2 separate regions of the Arachis hypogaea genome follow, and region 1 is linked to region 2. A link is a contact called in public Hi-C data. All regions are on one chromosome and are shown on one strand. Each heading gives the region's core, a stretch centred on a gene start, on an enhancer-like site or on the middle of the called end of the contact. The rest is flanking DNA. Distances are from core to core; before and after follow the strand shown. Region 1 holds the start of LOC112776027 (probable aspartic proteinase GIP2). Region 2 holds the start of LOC112777358 (PRA1 family protein D).

The links. Hi-C and Micro-C count contacts between places; a contact is called where the count stands out from the background.
Region 1: a contact with region 2 is called in a Hi-C map of leaf, with 5 times the contacts expected there. The contact joins the promoter of LOC112776027 here to the promoter of LOC112777358 in region 2. A contact is called at or near these places in 2 of 8 Hi-C or Micro-C datasets (leaf and an unstated tissue).

Annotation. Positions count from the first base shown.
Region 1 is chr19:119,920,865-119,924,447 of arahy.Tifrunner.gnm2.J5K5, reverse strand. LOC112776027 (probable aspartic proteinase GIP2) reads right to left here and starts at 2,306. Exons shown (of 2, transcript XM_025819978.3): 1 at 1,397-2,306; 2 at 1-786. The coding sequence starts at 1,934.
Region 2 is chr19:119,712,370-119,715,830 of arahy.Tifrunner.gnm2.J5K5, reverse strand. LOC112777358 (PRA1 family protein D) reads left to right here and starts at 1,321. Exons shown (of 1, transcript XM_025821708.3): 1 at 1,321-2,976. The coding sequence starts at 2,053. The coding sequence ends at 2,589.

The sequences.
Region 1 (3,583 bases), core at 1,057-3,556, 210 kb before region 2:
GATCAGAGAAGATGGATCTGAATCCAAGTCTTGACCTTGCCAAATCAACCTGTATCAAGTTGTTCTCCAATTGAAGGCCCCCAATTGTGATTGAAGTTGTCGGCTGGTCACCAGTCATAGGAACAAACCCAACTTGAGAAGCTTTGGGCTTTGACCCACCATCCACAAAGCCCAAGCAAATAACATCAATATTACTAAACTGAACCATTGAGTTTGCCCCAATAATATCCCACACAACACCATTCTGCAACACCAACTTAATATCTGGCACACCTGGGCCCATTGGACTGGACCCAATCTCATGTTGTGTAAAACATGTCCCAAATGGGCTCACAGGTGAAACTGTTTTGACCCCAACAGCCTTCACAAAGGCCTTAGAAACAGCCTTGTAGATAGATGTCTCTAGAATGCCGTACGGATTCACAGTACTAATCTTTGTTCCACCGACACCGTTTTTGTTTATGGACAAGAGGGATGTGTTCAATGGCACTTCCTTGTCGGAAATTACAATTGATTTCACACCAATGAAGTATTCGTATGAGGGTTCACCGAGGGATGAGATTGGAGCAGTGCTTACTGGGTTTGTGATTAGTGGGGTGAAATTGAGGGCTTTAGAAAGATCACTGTTCAAGTAACCAAAGTTGTATGGTGCATCACCGAAGATGATTACACCCTTTGAGTTTATGGTGCCGGAGCTCAAGCAAATTGCAAATTTTCTTGAGAAGCTGAAGGCAGATGAAAATTGTGAAGGGAGTGACACTTTGGTCCTACCAAAACCAGCCATACCTACACCAAAGGATCCAAAAGTTTAATTAATTAATTAATTAGAATGTTTAACATACCTTTTGTCTTAATATGCAGAGAACATAGCAGAATAATTATCGCAACATATGTATAAATTTTATATATTTTTAAATTCTCAAATTTTAGTAGAGTATATTTTTTATGAGTAATATATCATTTAATTCTTAAAGAGAGAAGCCTAGTATACAGAATATTTAAATAAAATAAAATAAAAATTGAAAGAGATAAATCAGACATGCTATAAGATTATATAGAAATAAAGAATAAAAATCTGTATGCTTCTCCTGTCTCCATATTTCAGAACATATAAAAAGTTTATGTCCTAAAATAAATTGTCTTATATAGTTGTTTTTAACAGTCAACAAAAAAATATAGCTATTTTAAACTAAAATCTTATGTTTGTTGTTGCTATCATTATCTTAGTTAAGAAATGCAGCATAAAAACTTCGAAATTGTACATTGAAATTTCTACTATTACTGTACTTAACAAGAACTTAAAACAAAACACCTTAGACACAATTAAACGGATCACTATTAATTAATATTAATAAAACACCCAATATTATATATGGTTGGGTTCATAAGTTGATACCTGTTACACCCTTAGGAAGGCCTTTTTGGACAACATCTGATCCACAAATGAAGAGAAATTTTGGAACAGTAACAGCTCTTCCTGCAGAGTTTCCATCGGTGGATTCAACACTAACAACATCCGAACGAACATCACCAGATGTTGAAACACCAGTGACAGTGTTGCTTGGAAATCCACCACACACTTTGACTTTGTCACCACTGCATGATGAAGAGCCAAAGAGTGAGCACTGAGCAGATCCACAAGCCACTGATTTCGATGTTGATGACACATAGCCATGCTGGCAGTTCACCCAAACATATCCACCGCCGAGATCCACGGTTAGGTTCACCGTCACGAGTGGTGTTCTTTGTTTGATTTGGGTTACATATTGGGGTGTGGACGAAGATATGTCTTTGGTTACAGGTAGAACAAGTGCTTTTGGTCTGAATGAGGTTTTTGCTGCGGTGGAAGAGATGAATAATAGAAGAAAGGAACCAAGCGAGAGAATTATTCTAATTGAGGGAATCATGTTACGTTTGGAAAATAAAACAAGCATGTAATAGGATAAGGTAGGCCTGGTGTGATGAATTGATGGTTAAGGAAAGTGAAGCTACTTCTATTTATATATTCATTTTAATATGATTATGGTAAGTATAGTGTTTCAAGAGTGATGTTAAAATTAAAATAATATTTTTTAATTATTTACCAATATATTTTAATTTAAAAATTTAAAGTATATATGATTAAAATATATAAAAAATATAATTTTAATTTTAATAACAGTTCTATAACCATTATAATCCTATAGTCGCCACCATATATATGACTTCTAATTTCTTCGTGGGAACAGGGGTGTGATCTGTTATGGTGATGAGAGATAGATCCGTTGAATTAATGAAATTGGTCATGTACGCAACTTGGAGCACACAGTTTACTAATAAGTGTCAACAGTGGCAACTACATACCCAAGTTCTAGCGTTTGGTTTAGAGAGACACCCACAAAAGCTAATAGTATCCATTGTATTTATTTTGATAATAAAATAATGGATAAAGTACTAATTTGGTTTCTATGTTTAGACATAATTTTATTTCGGTCTTTAAATTTAAAATGTTTTATTTAAATTTAAAAAAAATTTATTTAGTTTTAATATAGTCTCATCGTGAGATCAAATTTAAATAATTAATGGAATGTTTTACATAACAGTCGTATAAGAACAAAATCGATAATTTGGAGAACAAGTACAAGTTTTAGAGGTATAAAATTAACTGTGGATGCATCAATATATTTATTTATCATTCTTCTTACAATTTAAACGAAATATCTTTTATAAAATTAAAGAGAATGACAAATAAATATATTGATGTATCTATAGTTAATTTTATGCTTTTAAAATGTATACTTGTTGTCTAAATTATCGACTTTGTTCTTTGTATTGCTATTGTATAGAACATCCTGTTAAGTATTTAACTTTGGTCTCACAGTAAAACTATATTAAAGCTAAATAAAATTTTTTTAAATTTAAATAAGACACTTAAAACCTTAAAAAATAAAATAAAATTATATCTAAATATAAAAGACCAATTTAATACTTTATTCTAAAATAATAAACACAACTGAATAATTTATCACAACAATCCTTTTATGACTGCTCCATCATTCTTTTAATGAATTGTTACATCTTACTATTTCTAATACTATTCTTATTTCATACATTAAAACAATTAGTTATTTTTTTTTATTTTTCATTGTACTTCTTACTCGATAAATAAAGTTAGAAGCGGATTTATTGTGGACCTAAATTTCATTTAAAATCAACCCCTACCTAGAAGATTGTTGCATATACTCATAAAATGGGATTATCCTTATTAACAAGCTCTTCCTTCCGTGATGTAACTTGATTGGGACCATCGGCTGCTATCGTTGACGTTGACATATTTGACCTACATTAGATTAATACAATTTCTAAGAGGAGTAAACTGAATGTACAACAAAATCTTTTATTTCGTATCTTGTGCTTTCGGAACATTATTAAATATATTAACTGATGTAAAATAAATAATTAAAAATAAATAAATATAAAATAAAAAATATAAATAAAAAATTTTAATATTAATATTTATTAATATTATTATCAATATAATTATGATTCATATATATTTACTAATATATTGCAGTATATATCTATATAAGAAGAGAAAAAATAT
Region 2 (3,461 bases), core at 72-2,571:
CTGCTCAACATCCTTATTACATAAAACACAACTCTTATCATCCTGGCTAATAATCCCGATCCGACTTAGCCGTTCCTTAGTATTCACCCTGCCTACCAGGACAAACCAAGCAAACAGCTCCACTCTTGGTGGAACCAAACCTTTCCAGATGGTCTTCGTGAAGCTGTAACTGGTTACATCCTCTGATAGCATTCCTTCTTGTAGCACCTCCACAAAAGAGTTAGTCGAAAATATACCAAATCTATCATATTTCCACACAACTCTATCCTCCCTATTATTCGCTAGCCTCACAGGTCTCAAAGCCTCATGTAGTTGACTCAAAAGGTCTAACTCCCACTTAAAAAGCTCTCGCCTCCCATTGGAAGTTCCAAACCCACTCTAATCCATCCCAAAACCCACAATCCCCAATAACCAAACCATATTGGTTTGAAACAGAGAAGAACCTGGGGAACCGATCTTTCAAGGAACCACAATGCAACCAAATATCCTCCTAAAACCGAGTCTGTCGTCCATCACCAATCTTCGTAGTCAGACCTGTAATCATCTTTATCCCTTAGATATTGCTCCTTAATTTCTATATGACAAATATCCTTTCATGGGCCCCCTTTAGTAGGTAGCACTTGAGTGGACAGTCACTCATTCAGTCTTAGATTACATGGCAATTGTAAATTAGTCAAAACCTTCCACAACAAATTAGAGCCAAATTTAGAAATGGTAAGGGCTACAAAAAGTTAACGTAGCTCCATGTTTTTGCTACTGGTTGCTGGAAGGTTTGGAGCTAGCGAAACTGTCAAATTCACGAAGCGAGATACTAACGAACACCTCAAGCCTGTTGAGAAGTTTTGAAGAAAGTGGAGGAAACTAGACTTGCCTTTGAGAGAAGATAGAGGATAAGCCTTTCCAAAAACATGAAGGAAATGTTAGTGAAATGGAATGCCCCACCCAATAACTGAATCACTCTCAATACTAATGGTACTACGCAAGAAAATCTAAGGAAAGCCGAATGTAAAAGAATTTTGAGGAATGAAAATAGTGAGTGGATTGTTGGATTCTCTTACAACATAGGAAGGTACTCAGCTTTCAACGTGGAACTCTAAGGGTTGAATCAATGATCAAACTGAGTTTGGACTATGGGGATAAGAAGATTGAGAGTAGAATGTGACTCTAAAATTGCTATAGACCTCGTCAATAATTACAGAGACCTCAAAAATTATCCAAATATTCTCATTAGAGATATTAATAGATGGAAAGCAAAAAATTAAAATATTCTTTTTGTTAATATTTATAGAGAGAACAATTAATGCACCGATTGTCTTGTGCGTAAAGTTATCTAGACCCAGAATTCTATTTTTAAGTTACTCTTCTTAGGACGATAGTTAGGATATTTGTAAATAATGAACATAGGATAGCTCTTCCTCGTTTAGTTTCTTTATAATTCTTCTTTTCTGGACTCCGGCTCCGTTTTAATAATTAAAAAAAAAAAAAAAAAAAACGAATTGCCAGTCCAAAGAAAAAAAAAAGCAGAATAGTATACTAATTTTTGCAAGGCAATCTACACAGGCATTTCCAAGTCTGGGTGTGTGTTTGACTTTGATCTCCCAATATTTAGCTATGAGATGATGAATGTCCCTTACCAACGAGTTGTGCCTTTGTCTCCCCCTCTCGTTGTTGCAGGTTTTTCGAGGTTTATCTTCTCCATTTGACCAGAACTATTTCAGGCTAGATTCCCTTCTTCGGTTCTTCCTGTATCTACTTTTGTTTTTGGTGATTGTCTATTTTACTTTTATTGGACGAAAGCTATGTTGTGTTATTGAAATTGTATGAAAGCCCAACTTATAAGAGAAAGTCAGAGACCCATTTTTACAAAAATATCCCAATAAGCGAACTTGCACGCAGTCCCTCACACGGTGTTAACCAACTGGTCAGCTCCGAAACTTGGTCTTCATTCATTGCCTTCATCGACACCATTGACACACACACTTTCCATTTCCACAATTCCGCCAAAACCAACACAAGAAACCCCCTTGGCCTTCCCCCTCAGATCCCTCAACAATGTCATCCGAATTCCTCACTCACTTCAAAGAAGCCGGGCAGAGCGTGATCTCCACGCGCCGTCCCTGGTCCCAATTCCTCTCCCTCTACGCCCTCTCCCTCCCCCACTCCCTCCAAGACGCGTCGGCGCGCGTGTCGCACAACCTCGCCTACTTCCTCTTCAACTACACCATCCTCCTCTTCCTGTCACTCATCCTCTCCCTCCTCTCACGTCCCTTCCCTCTAATCCTCGTTCTCTTCCTCCTCGCTCTCTGGTACTTCCTCTACTTCTCCCGCGACGAGCCCTTAAACCTCTTCAACCTCGTCGTTTTGGACGACCGCGCCGTCGTTTTGGCACTCGCTGTATTAACCCTTGTTGTTCTCCTCATCGCCAACGTCTGGTTTAATCTCGTCGTGTCGCTTCTTGTTGGTGCTGCTGTGATTTTCATCCATGCTGTGCTGAGAGGGACTGAAGATCTTGTTGCTGATGATACTGAATCTCCGTACGGTCCTATGCTTAGTGGCGGTGCTAATGCTGGTTCCTATGCACCTGTTTGAGGAATTTTCGGTTAGGGATTTTGTGTGATTCTGGAATTAGGGGGGTAAAGATTCTTTTGACTGTGTAGTTGGAAACTGTGACCCTTCATGTTGCAATTCATTCATAAATATAGATAGTTGTGTCTTATAATTGTACCTTCATTTTCCAATTTTCCTGTCTTCTTGATTGTGCTTTGCAATTTTCATGAATGAGTTAACAATTGGACATGTTTTTGATAGGAAGTTTGGGTTTTGTTGTTCATAATATTCTTTAATAGGATGGATTAATGGTGAATGTATGTATAATTGTTTGTTGGACCCTAAACCTTGCATTGCACGAGTCTCTGTTCGGCTCGGCTTGTGAATTTGTTTACACTTTGATGTCATATTTGATCTCGGTTGGTTAAATGGTTTTGTCTCTGTTAACTCTGTGCTATTCAGTGTGTTGGTATTGAAAATAGACATGTTTCCATAGTTGAAAGGTTTGTGAAAGGTTTACATTAGTCTGCAGAGATGGTTTTGCATTTCTTGTTTAACTGGTTTCTGATAAGGTATTTAGATTTGGGGAAATGATTTTCGAAAATGGAGAGGTCTCTATTTGTATGTCAAGGTTAATGTTGCAGTACCAGTATATATTATCTCTCACACCTTGCTCATATGGTGGAATGGGATTATGGGAATGTAGCATGGCTCCTGATTCATGAAGATTCTATCACCTTTGTATGTTTCATCGGTTGCTCTGTCCATTTATTTGAGGAATTTGATGAAATTAAGCTAACGGCTGCTACTTTGCCTGTGTACGAACAATTGCTTCAGCTTTTGCATGTTTTAGTTGATAACATTTGACCTAGCCATTTATATTAAGTGTTGTGCTTTTGATTTTCTATTGTTTA